Linked DNA regions of Mus musculus: regions 1, 2 and 3 are each linked to region 4. The links are chromatin contacts, called in public Hi-C and promoter capture Hi-C maps. All regions are on one chromosome and are shown on one strand. The core of a region is the stretch at or near the end of the contact, and the rest is flanking DNA. Distances in the headings are between cores, read along the strand shown.

Region 1 (2,700 bases), core at 191-2,690, 230 kb after region 4:
TTGTTTTTGTTTTTTTGTTTTTTTGTTTTTTTGTTTTTGACACAGGGTTTCACTATGAATGTAGCGTCCTGACTTGGGACTCACTAAGTACACCAGGTTGTCCTCTTAATTTACACAGCTCTGTTGGTTTCTTCCTTTTTAGTGTTCCCATCAAAAGCTATGGCATCACACCCAGCCAGAAGTATATTTTAAAATAAAAAAGTATAAATACATTTTCCTCTGAAAAGTCATGTTTATTTTTAAGAGACATCAGCCTGGGCCCTTAAGAAAGCTCAGCAGATAAAGCAGGTTTCTATGCAGGCCTGACAACCTGAGTTTGATTCCAAGAACCCACTTAAAGGAAGGAGAGAAATGATTTCATAAGATTGTCCTTGGGCCTCTACCTGTCTGTCATGATCAGCATCTCCACCCCCCTGCAATCCCCCACAGAAACATACTTTTTTTTTAAGGCAACTTTATCTTCATTGGCATTGCATCAAGGGAGAGACAATTGCTTTGAGGAATATCTTTTGCGAGAACCCGGCTCAGTCTCCGCAGCTCAGGGTTTGTCTTTCATTCTCTCCATCCCTTTCCTGTGAATTCAAAGTTCTGCGCTATGACTTCAGCCAGTTGTACTGTGGGTAGTCTTGGGTGACTGCAGAGTTGCCTTGGTCACGTGTTAGGGTAATGGCCAACTGTCAGAACTAGACAGACTGTTTAGAAGAAAAAGAGGCGTAGATTCATATGATTTGAAGTGGAGGGGTTGAAAGAGCCATCTGGACAATGGTATGACACATAACTTGAAAGAGTCAAAGAGCCAGTAACATACACACAAGTTCCTGGAATCTGGTCAAAGTCCTGGGATTATATGGAGAGGCCTTGAAGCCAGCAGTTTAAGCGGGGGTTTACTAACATCTCATTTCCAGGAGACATCCATGGAAGAGGAGAGAACTTTGAAGTCAGATATTTGGTCCTTACCCAGAATGTGGCTCGGTTTCTGTTTATGACTTACATGACTCACTGAGGCACAGTCAATCAAACCAAAAGTTTGCCAATACGGTTAATCTCCCAAGCCAGCTTGCTCTGGGCTTTCCTTGGGCTTCATTTTCCAAGGAGAGGATTTCACCCCACCAACTTGGGTTTGGGGGAATCCGAACTCTGCTCCTCCTTCTTACACACCTCTGAGCCATCTCTCCATCCCTGCTTAATTATTTTAAAGGGAAATGAGAGAGTAATGCTTTTAAGATTGTTATAAAAGATTTTTGTCTCTGTCAGAGGGCAGTTCATTGTGTGGGCAATTCATGTGTGAATTTTGCTTAAGAAAAATAATAAGTGATTACTTCAGAGAGACCTCCCGTCTTTATTTCATCTGTTGTACTTTTATGCTGTTGGCGAGAGTGAAGCACTGTGAACTAATACAAGTACTTGTTCTTGAAGTGTGGGTCTTGTAGCCTGTGACTGGACTGGAGAGGAGCCCAGCTGGAGAACACCTGCCTAGCATTTGGGAGGCCCTCATTCACTCCCCAGCGCTGCTTTAGGAAAGGAAGATGTCTGGTCGTTTACTCTTTCCCTAGTTCCTCTGGGCTTAGGAGGAATCCAGACTCTTTATTTCCACTCTGGGAAAATTTAAGGAACTTCAAAGAGAGGCCTTCTGGTAACTCGGGGGATAAAACTTGCCTCTGCTTTGGATTCCATTCATTCATTATTATGTTTACTGAGCCGCATTTATCATGAACACAAAGCAGGGTTTATATACAATTTGCTTTCTGTTTATTGTTGCCTCACTTAATCCTCCTGAAATTTGTGTAAAATATTATTACTAGCTTTTATCCTAATAGATGAAGAGAGATTTAAAAAATATGCCCAGGGATATAGAGCTGGTGGGGAGGCTGGCAAAGCCAGAAGTTGAACCTCCAGGTTGCTTCTCTGGGGGTCCAGCAGGATGAGATGTTTCTGCCCTAGATTATTCCAGAACCAGATGAGTCTGGGGAAGATGCTCCAGATGGGGCCATCTAGGCTCTTCTGGTCACTTTATGAATAGAGCCTCCTGGCTTCTAATCATTGTTCTGCCCCTCTGGAATTTTAGTTAGAGCTGAGAGCTACTTTTCCTAGTTGACTCACCATCTAAGGCTGAAAAAGACTCAGATCTCTACATAATACGTGTGTGTGTGCATGTGTGTGTGTGTATGTCATAGAATGAAGTGTCCTGTATGTATGTGGCCTTGGCTTCTGCCTTCAGGAAAGTGTGTATCTGAAGAGTGCCCATGTTTTCTGACTCACAGTTCAAAGGCTAAAGATGAATATTTTTTACTGTTATAGATTACCTGAATTGGATGAGTGTCTAATAACTACTAATTGAGTTCAATCCTTTTGATAAAATTAAAAAAAAAAAAAAACTGTGGGTCACAAGATTTTCTTGGGTTGCAAAGCAATTTTCAGTTGGAAGCTTAATCAATAATGATTTGCAGATTCATTATTGGCCCTTCCCGGTCCATATTCCTGCTGCTCCATTATTTTAAACCTTTCCTTGGCACAGAAATACTTTTCTCTTAATCCAAATGGAGCAAAGGTGGCTTCCCTGTATTACCAAGTTCCATTTTACTTGACTGGTTTCTGGGTAAGACCTGGAATTCATCATTCATTTATCTTACATTGCCCTTATCACCATAATAATCTTGAGTTGGACCAGTAATCTAATCTACTGATTATTCTAATTCAAGG
Region 2 (2,700 bases), core at 17-2,516, 160 kb after region 4:
CGTAGCAAAGCTATCCCCAGAGTTATTTTCATCTTAAAGAAAAGCATAATTGTGAACATGTCATCAGCCTCCCACACTGTGGGAAAGGTTTTTAACTGGTTTGAATGGGAGCTGTCCCTCAGACACTTGTGTTGTTGGACTTGGTCTCTAGCTCCTGGTGTGGCTTTGGGAGGTCATGGAAGATTTTTAGGAGGTGGAGCCTCACTGGAGGAAGTGGGCCACTGTGGACAGGACATGCCTTGAAGGTTTTGAGCCCGGCATCACGTTCTGTCTGCTGCTTTCTGCTTCCAGAGTGTGCATGCAATGTGACCAGCTACCTCATAGTCCTGTGGACTGGAATAAACCTTCCTCCTTGAAGCTGCTCCTTGTCAGGTATTAAGTCTCAGCAATGAGAAAAGTAAAGTGTATGATTTCATTTATTTGGTTGAATACTTGTGAGTCCTGCTTTGAGTATCTGTGACTTTGTTATCACCCTTCTTGGAGACTATAGCAAACACTTGGCCAGAGTTCTCACACCCAAGCACACGTGCCTGGCAAATATAGGGGCTGGGAATACAGTGAACGCTATTGTTTAGGATGATCTTATTGTGTTGTGTTAAGGCAATAGCACAGGCTAGCTCTGAGGCATGTAAACTAAAGATGATAGGAACTTGAGGTTGTTAGGCTTTGAACATATTGTCAGTGGGTTTGACAGCCCTTCTCCTTTTCGTTCTTTCCAACACTTTATTTTATTTTATTTTATTTTTTTGAGGTAGAGGTTTATATAGCTCAGGTTGGCTCACATTTAACTCACTGTGTAGCTGAGGGTGACCCGGATCCTCCTGCCTTCACCTCATACATGGTGGGATAACAGACAGTGCTGGTTTATAGTCCTGGGGATCAGACCCAGGGCTTCCCAGATGCTGGGCCAGTGCTCCCAAATGCCAGGGCTTCCCAGATGCTGGGCCAGTGATCCCAAATGCCAGGGCTTCCCAGATGCTGGGCCAGTGATCTATCAACTGACCTTAGCCCTCTTCCTTAGCTCCTCCTTCTTTTGAAAGGGTTTTTGAAATTTGATTAATTTCACATTTTAATGTTTCCTAAGTATGGGAAAACTCCAAAGTGGGCAAACATTTCTTAAGCTTATGTCTCTCCTACAAGTACAAATCTGAGATAAATGTAGAGATTCAGTTAAAACAGATTGACAAAAATCAACACTCAGTTGAGCAATGTTGAAGTGATGCATGAAAGGTCGATTCGATTTGGTCACCGTTCATAACTTTGGGTTATGTCAACAGGTGACTCACCATACTTTGTAAAATCTTGCCTAGCTTCTCTTGGGATGGACTAGATGACTCCGACCCTTTACTTATACCACTGGGAATCATTGTTGCTACCTGCTGGCACATCCTCTAATCATAAGATAAGGATAAGGACTCAGAATTCATTTTCTATCCTAGAGACAGCTTTGTTGTCTTAACAAGTATATAATTTATGGAAATACTTCACTCAATGTGTGTATCTGTGCTTGTGTGTGCGTGTGTTCTCCCCAGTGTCTTCCTCAATGACTCTCCATTTTATGTTTTGAGGCAGAGTCTCTCACTGAACCTGAAGCTTACCCATTAGCTAGACTGACCGACCAGCGAGCCCCTGAGATTCTCTCCCACGCCAAGAGTTCAAGCATTAACGATTGACTGTGTCTGGCTTTTCACCTGGATTCAGGGCATTGAACTCAGGTTCTCCTGTTTGTACAGCAAACACATTTCAGACTGAACTATCACCCCAGAGCCTGAGGGCTACTTTTAATCAAACAAAATTAAAGATGGTGAAAACAGAGTTGGTAGGCCCTGGTGAGGCCACGGGAAGGAACGTGCACACAGAGGTCCTGAAGATCAAGCTTTGTGAGCTCCATATCCGTCACGCTCAGTCACCTCTCTGCTGTCCTATTGTTAGCAGTAGAGGAATCTGAACCGGCCAAAACAGGGAGCATTTCTCTTTTTAAGAATATAACTTTAAGTGTACACCAGAACATCTAGAAATAATTCTGAAACACAGAAATTTGAATATTTTTGTTGGTAGCACAGAGATGGTTGAGAAATACCTCTATATTCAATATTTCTCTACAACACTTCTTAGTTGGGGCCATCTTGCAACAAAAATGTAGGGCTCCTGTCTTGTTTTGCTCCACTGAAGACCCAGGTAATAGAATGTGGAATAAAGACAGATTAAGCTCAGCTTATTCTTCATGCACAGTCACCAAAACTATGCAACCCTGGGATCAGGATCTTGCCTACCTTTGGTCTAATGATCTATGGTCAGCTAGGGCCAAGGTAAACATCAGATTATTATTTCTTTAGGGATCAGAGGGACAAACAGAAGACAGAGGTCATGATCTGCTCCAGGGACAATGTCTCAGAGTTCAGAGGTGTGTCGTAAGTTAGAACTGTGAGGCAAACAACAGGGAGAGAGGACCAAACAGGTCAGACAGGCAGGCAACAGAAACAAGGCTGAAGAGAATTCAGGGATGGCAGTAGGCAGGGTGGGGCGGGATAAAAATATCACCCACCAAGCAACTTAATTTCTTTGTGATCCAAGATATTTCTATTTTCTTTTTCAGTCTGCAAGATTGTCCTTGGTCTACTGGACACTTGGTAAGAAACCTGTAAAAAGATAAGAAGTAGGCGTGCCAGCACTCGGGAGGCAGAGGCAGGCGGATTTCTG
Region 3 (2,700 bases), core at 126-2,625, 180 kb after region 4:
CTTCACCCTAGCCCACACTCCCTCCGTGATATGTTGTGTGCAAAAGCAATAACACAGGTCATCATGAGCTGAAACGTCTAGGTTGTGAGCCCCAATAAAACTTTCCTCTTTATGCCTTGATGATCTTGCATTTTTTGTTTGTTTTGTCATAGTAACAGAAAGCTGACTCAGGGTGATAGCTCTGGGTTCATGGCTTTGTAATCCGAAGTCTCTAGATTTTCTTTAAGAAGTTTGGCAAATAATATCTAACTTAAATTTAATAATTTTGTTTATTCACTCTCATGTCCTTATGAGAGTCTGTGGCAGTAGTAGTGCATTCTCCTCACAAATGGAAAAACCTCACCATCCAAAAAGCATGCACATGATTCTTTCAGTGCTTTGCACCTTGTACAGTTTTCCTCTTTCTGAGTTTTGAGGCATTTGCTAACAGATGCTGTAAAGGCTTCTTTGTTTTGTTTTGTTTTGTTTTGTTTTGTTTTGTGTTTTGTTTTTTAAATCTTAAAGAAATTCTTAGCTCTTTCCTGGCACTCATAAGGGACAGGAGTAGGCTGAAAGCCTTTACTCTGCCGACGTTGAAAGATGTCTTTGGAAAGGATAGCATCTCTTCCACAGAGGTCTCCTTAGGTGTAACACACATCCACAAAGCTTCCCTTCTGGGTAAACTACCCAATCTAAACACTTCTGGACTGGAGGGTTCTAGGGTGAAAGAATGTATTATAAGTAAAACAATGTGTTTTTAAGTTAGCACACATACCCCCTGAAATATATTGATTTAGTGGTCCCTTAATGGCTTTCAAAAAGCCATTAGGCTCGATCCAGTGAACACTATGAGCTTTACCAAATATGCACAGCGTACTCCCACATAGGCATTTGACCCGAGCGTACAATGGAATAAGCCAGTTTCTCTCTGAATTCTGCATTCTTTTGGCCAAGTTATTTTCTTGGGCCACTTTGGTCCGAAAGGACCCATTGCCCCAAGCTTCAAGCATTCATTTGCTCTGTTCCAAAGTTCAAGGCAGAAGTAAGCCATGCCTTTGCCCCTTGTTGAGTGGCCCAAGAGAAGAACATTCTACTGGTTAAGACCTACAAGAGTCATGGTATTCACAAAGCAAAGTGGAGAAGGCCCACAGCAATTCGTGGAGAATATAGACATGTCTATAGGATGGGATAATGGCCTGGGAAAATATCTACCCCCTACTCCTGCCATCAGCAATTCAATCTTGAGGCTCTTTAATTGGACAGATTCCATGTTCAGATTGGGAATGTGTCCAGTTGCTAGCTGTCACCGGGGAGAGAAGATGGGAAAGGGTTAATAATTACCTAAGCTTTTTTTTTTTTTTTTAAACAAGCAGTTTTATTGCAGAAATGGGAGCTGAACCAGAACATTCACAGTCAGAACGAAAGGGCAGGCAGACAGGTCCGGAGAGTTCACTGTTGTGTGGGGAGAATGGAAGTTGTCGTGGATTTTTAGAAAGGCCAAAGAAAATGGCTTATATTTATCTCTGAGAACATAGTGGAATTCAGATTCTTGAAGGAAAAGTCACCAAACATTTACAGGTCAGACTTTTATGGAGAAAACAGGAATACTTCCATTTTACAACAGGAAGGAAAGCTTTCAAAGCCATGCTTATAAGACATATATATCTCTAGGTAATTTTATAGGAGCTCAACATGCAACTTGACACATTGACTTTTATTGATAAAGAGTTGTGTCAATAGCCGGTCTACTTAGTGGTTATTGAACTACCTCGAATCCTGGTACCAAATAACAGACCCATCTGACGACCTTCCCAGTACCTACTAGAAACACCCAGCAGCAGAGAAATCATTCTAAGGTGATGGGTCATGAGAGAAAGCCCAAGAATTTGGTAGTGAGATAGGATTCAGTCTCAGCTCTTGAATGCATGCATGTTGGAGAGATCGCCCAGTGGTCAAAAGCTCTTGTTACTCTTGTAAAGAACTTGAGTCCAGTTCCCAGAATGCACACCAATGGCTCACATCTGTCTGCAACTCCAGTTCTAGGGGACTGAATCCCCTTCTGGCTTCTCAGGGCACTGGGCATACACACAGCATGGATACACACTTGCGGGTACTCACACATGGTCATGGGGGACAAGTAACTCATTCCATTCGACCGCAAACATAACTTACAACAAAATCATCTATTAAGCTTGTGCATGCACACAGCTACCTGTCTGCATCTAGTCTCCTGGGGTTCTGGCTCAAGGGATCAAAGATCTGTCCTTATTGTTTGCAAGTAGCCAAGGTAAATAACAACTGGAAAGCCACTGTAACTCAGTGTCCTCACTTGTAAAATGAGAGTAGCATTTCCTACCCAGCATGTAAAGGTGCTGTAAAGACAAATCAGTGGCCTTCCTCTACAGAGGATAAACAGGCTGAGAAAGAAATTAGGGAAACAACACCCTTCACAATAGTCACAAATAATATAAAATACCTTGGTGTTACTCTACCGAAGGAAGTGAAAGATCTGTATGATAAGAACTTCAAGTCTCTGAAGAAAGAAATCGAAGAAGATCTCAGAAGATGGAGAGAACTCACATGCTCATGGATTGGCAGGATTAATATAGTAAAAATGGCTATCGTGCCAAAAGCAATCTACAGGCTCAATGCAATCTCCATCAAAATTCCAACTCAATTCTTCAGAGTTAGAAAGGGCAATTTTTAAATTCATCTGAAATA
Region 4 (2,700 bases), core at 84-2,583:
ACACACACACACACACACACACACACACACGAAGAGGTGATTTTTGAGGAGAAGCTTCGTGTGTGTGTTCCTCATTTTTCAAGCTAAAGAAATTATAGACTTCAAATATATATATATATGTATATATATATATATATATATATATATATGTATATATGAATTGTAGAATTACAGCCAGCTAGGCACATAACTACCACAGAGTTAGAGGTGCTTCACTTTGTATTTTAGGACTCATTTAGCTATAGAAATGCTGTTTAGAAAGGGAAGGGAAAAAAATCACCACATGAATTGTAATTAATTTTACTGAGAGAATGAAGAGACAGGACAGCCGAATTGGGGATGGGGAGGAGCAAAAATATTTTTAAATGCCCTTCTTAAAGATGCTCAGCTGTCTTAACTCTAAGATTTAAAAGTCCTAAAATTAAAAGATACAACTCTATATGTTATTATTTTTAAAAACTCAGCCAAGCCCTTTACTGCAAATGTAAATCTATTTTAATGAGAATGGTGGCAAGCTTTATTTGACTGGTCAAAGTTAGGGGAAAACATTTGTCTTAATATGAAAAAAATATATATCCTCAGCTCCCAGGAATATGGTTTCCTTGCAGAAAGTGGTTGGCTAGTCTGTAATTCTTTACAGATTAAATCACAATATGAATACAGACCCCAGCAATTCCGAGTTTAACTCTGAGCTCAGTAGAATCCAGGATCCATTGAATTTCTCCTTTCCCTCAATCTAGTCGTGTGTGTTTTTCTCTTCCACCACACTGGAGCTCCGTGAATAGAGAAGGGGCTTCCATTGTGTCCCTCTGAACTTCCAAGTCAATGCAATTTTTAACCACTGGCTTGTGGTACTTTGAAAATCACCAGGGGCTGTCAGAGTTGGGTCCTCTGAAAAATTTACAGTGCTAAATCAGAGCATATGCTGGGAGGGAAAAAATTGCTTAAGATTGAAGTAAGTGCAGTATCTGTCTGCCCCCTAGTGTAAGAGTCCTTGCTGCCTAAAATCCAACTTTAAAAGAAAAGGAGCCCTTAAAGGGAAACGACTTGGGGCTCACGTAGGCATAGGAGAATGAAACTTCTGTACATTTTAATCTGAATAATTCTTCAGGATTGAAAATTATTTGGTTGTGGCTTGGTTGGACTGTGCTGGGATCTCGCTGCCTCTACGTTTCCGGAGTCTCTAGTGAAGAGATGATTTTTTTTTTTTTTGAAACTGGGTTTATGTGCGTCCCCCTCACCCCTCCTCTCTTTTTTCTTTCTGCCTCTGTCGTCTCTCTCGCTGGCTTTTTTTTTTTTTTTTTAATGAGGAACCGTTCCATGAACATTTTGCACAGAGCACAGAATTGCTTCTAAAGTCAGCCCGGCGCAGTTGCAATAGACAGCAAAAAGGTAAACGTTTGCCTGAAATCCGCACGCCAGCTTCACCACCCCGCCCGATGGTGAGTACCCTTCTCCTTGAGATTCTCCTAGCTTAACAGAGCGCTCTCCTTCCGGAACCGCGGCCGAGGGCGCCAGGCAAGGCTTTGGTCCCTGCCTGCCTGCCTGCTTGCCTGCCTGCATGTCAGCTGCACAAGGTTGCAAAATGAAGCGCAGAGGCAAATCGAACAGGAAATTCTGATACCCAAAGCCAGCCTAGCAGCCCCTTCGCTAGCAAACCTAGACAATCTGCTGCTTGGAAAACCAGGCATATAGGATTGGTTTTCAGTCAGTTCTATGGAAGGAAATGAGTTTGAGAAGACAGGACGAGGAGATGGGAGGCAACCGCAGTCTTTATGCTTCGGTTTAATCATATTTTGGCAGCTTTGCAATTGTATCCCCCCCTTCCACCTCTGCTACCACATACATGTAATAAAATATGGCAACGCACTGAATTGACTGCCCCCACCCTCCCCCAGACCCCTTCAACCACAGTCCGAGGCATTGCATACACGTTAGCAAAGCGATTTTCTGAAAAGCCCCAAGTCATCCCCAACCCCACACAGCACAAGGAGAAAAGTGAGAAAGAAGAGAAAGAGAAAAAAATACAGTAAGCAAACATACCAAAACCATATTTGCCTTGTTCAAGGTCCCAAACCGCTTGCATCTTCCTTCTAAACTGGAATAACTCTCCTTTAGTTTGGCGGGTGAAATAAATGCTTTGTTGGCCCCCTGAAAAGATGTGTCTTTGATAATTAAAGAGACTCTCCTCCTCGGTGTTTATCTAAGCGATTGTGCAAACTGATAAAAAAGTAGGCATTAGTCTGCAGGGAAAAAGAAAGGTGAAAGAAGAGATCTTCCACCTCAAGGAACTGCTTCCCTGTGTACCAGGCGCTCTCAGCCGTTGGAAAAGCCTGCACACTAACTTTAGAGAGAGAGAGACAGCTTCAGGGAGCTTTGTACATAGCTGCTGAGGAATGCAAGCCTCGCCTTTAAGAAAAAAAAACCCCAAACCGTAGGTAGGAGCTGTCTGGAGTGATCCTTGTCTCTCATCTGATGCCTTAGAAGGAAGAGTGCGTTGTTACACCTTGTTTGGGGCTGGAAAGAGGAGACTTTAAAAACACCCTTCCAATTGAAAAAAAAAAAAAAATCTCCCAACTTAATGAGTTTAGTCGGAGGCTGGAGCAACCCGGCTCAGTCTTAGCAGAAAACCGAAAACAACTATAGGCAATATTGCAAAGCAGGACAACCCCGAGGCACAGCCAAATTCCACCATTTGGG

Evidence for each region. Promoter capture Hi-C pulls out the DNA fragments that hold promoters and counts their contacts. A called contact is a pair of places that touch in the nucleus more often than the background predicts.
Region 1: a contact with region 4 is called in a Hi-C map of uterus, with 4 times the contacts expected there. The contact joins the enhancer-like site here to the promoter of B130024G19Rik in region 4. A contact is called at or near these places in 2 of 39 promoter capture datasets (cranial neural crest and liver), 19 of 484 Hi-C or Micro-C datasets (the NIH/3T3 cell line, differentiating embryonic stem cells, embryonic fibroblasts and 7 more), 10 of 115 datasets of contacts at active chromatin or transcription factors (craniofacial prominence, embryonic limb bud, embryonic midbrain and 6 more) and 1 of 9 other capture datasets (embryonic stem cells).
Region 2: a Hi-C map of liver shows a contact between it and region 4, with 5 times the contacts expected there. The contact joins the enhancer-like site here to the promoter of B130024G19Rik in region 4. A contact is called at or near these places in 2 of 39 promoter capture datasets (both in liver), 15 of 484 Hi-C or Micro-C datasets (embryonic fibroblasts, embryonic stem cells, liver and 3 more), 8 of 115 datasets of contacts at active chromatin or transcription factors (the SCID.adh cell line, embryonic stem cells, hepatocytes and 4 more) and 1 of 9 other capture datasets (adipose tissue).
Region 3: a promoter capture Hi-C map of liver shows a contact between it and region 4, with 4 times the contacts expected there. The contact joins the enhancer-like site here to the promoter of B130024G19Rik in region 4. A contact is called at or near these places in 1 of 39 promoter capture datasets (liver), 1 of 484 Hi-C or Micro-C datasets (liver), 5 of 115 datasets of contacts at active chromatin or transcription factors (the SCID.adh cell line, extraembryonic endoderm stem cells, kidney and 2 more) and 2 of 9 other capture datasets (adipose tissue and liver).

Annotation. Positions count from the first base shown.
Region 1 is chr7:70,592,566-70,595,265 of GRCm38.p6, forward strand. No RefSeq gene overlaps it. Among named protein-coding and RNA genes, the nearest start is that of Gm35894, 6.5 kb to the left of the region's middle. Within about 2 kb of position 1,441, at least 1 of the 459 cell types and tissues checked has an H3K27ac peak or open chromatin away from gene starts, as enhancers often do. A contact at or near this core is called in uterus, where this site is marked.
Region 2 is chr7:70,523,240-70,525,939 of GRCm38.p6, forward strand. Gm44812 reads left to right here. Exons shown (of 7, transcript XM_030243182.1): 3 at 292-372; 4 at 2,597-2,630. Among named protein-coding and RNA genes, the nearest start is that of Gm44812, 15 kb to the left of the region's middle. Within about 2 kb of position 1,267, at least 5 of the 459 cell types and tissues checked have an H3K27ac peak or open chromatin away from gene starts, as enhancers often do. A contact at or near this core is called in hepatocytes and liver, where this site is marked.
Region 3 is chr7:70,541,121-70,543,820 of GRCm38.p6, forward strand. All of the region lies in intron 4 of Gm44812, which reads left to right. Among named protein-coding and RNA genes, the nearest start is that of Gm35842, 4.6 kb to the right of the region's middle. Within about 2 kb of position 1,376, at least 3 of the 459 cell types and tissues checked have an H3K27ac peak or open chromatin away from gene starts, as enhancers often do. A contact at or near this core is called in kidney and liver, where this site is marked.
Region 4 is chr7:70,364,050-70,366,749 of GRCm38.p6, forward strand. B130024G19Rik (RIKEN cDNA B130024G19 gene) reads left to right here and starts at 1,334. Exons shown (of 11, transcript NR_045850.1): 1 at 1,334-1,442. It also overlaps a transcript of Nr2f2 not described here.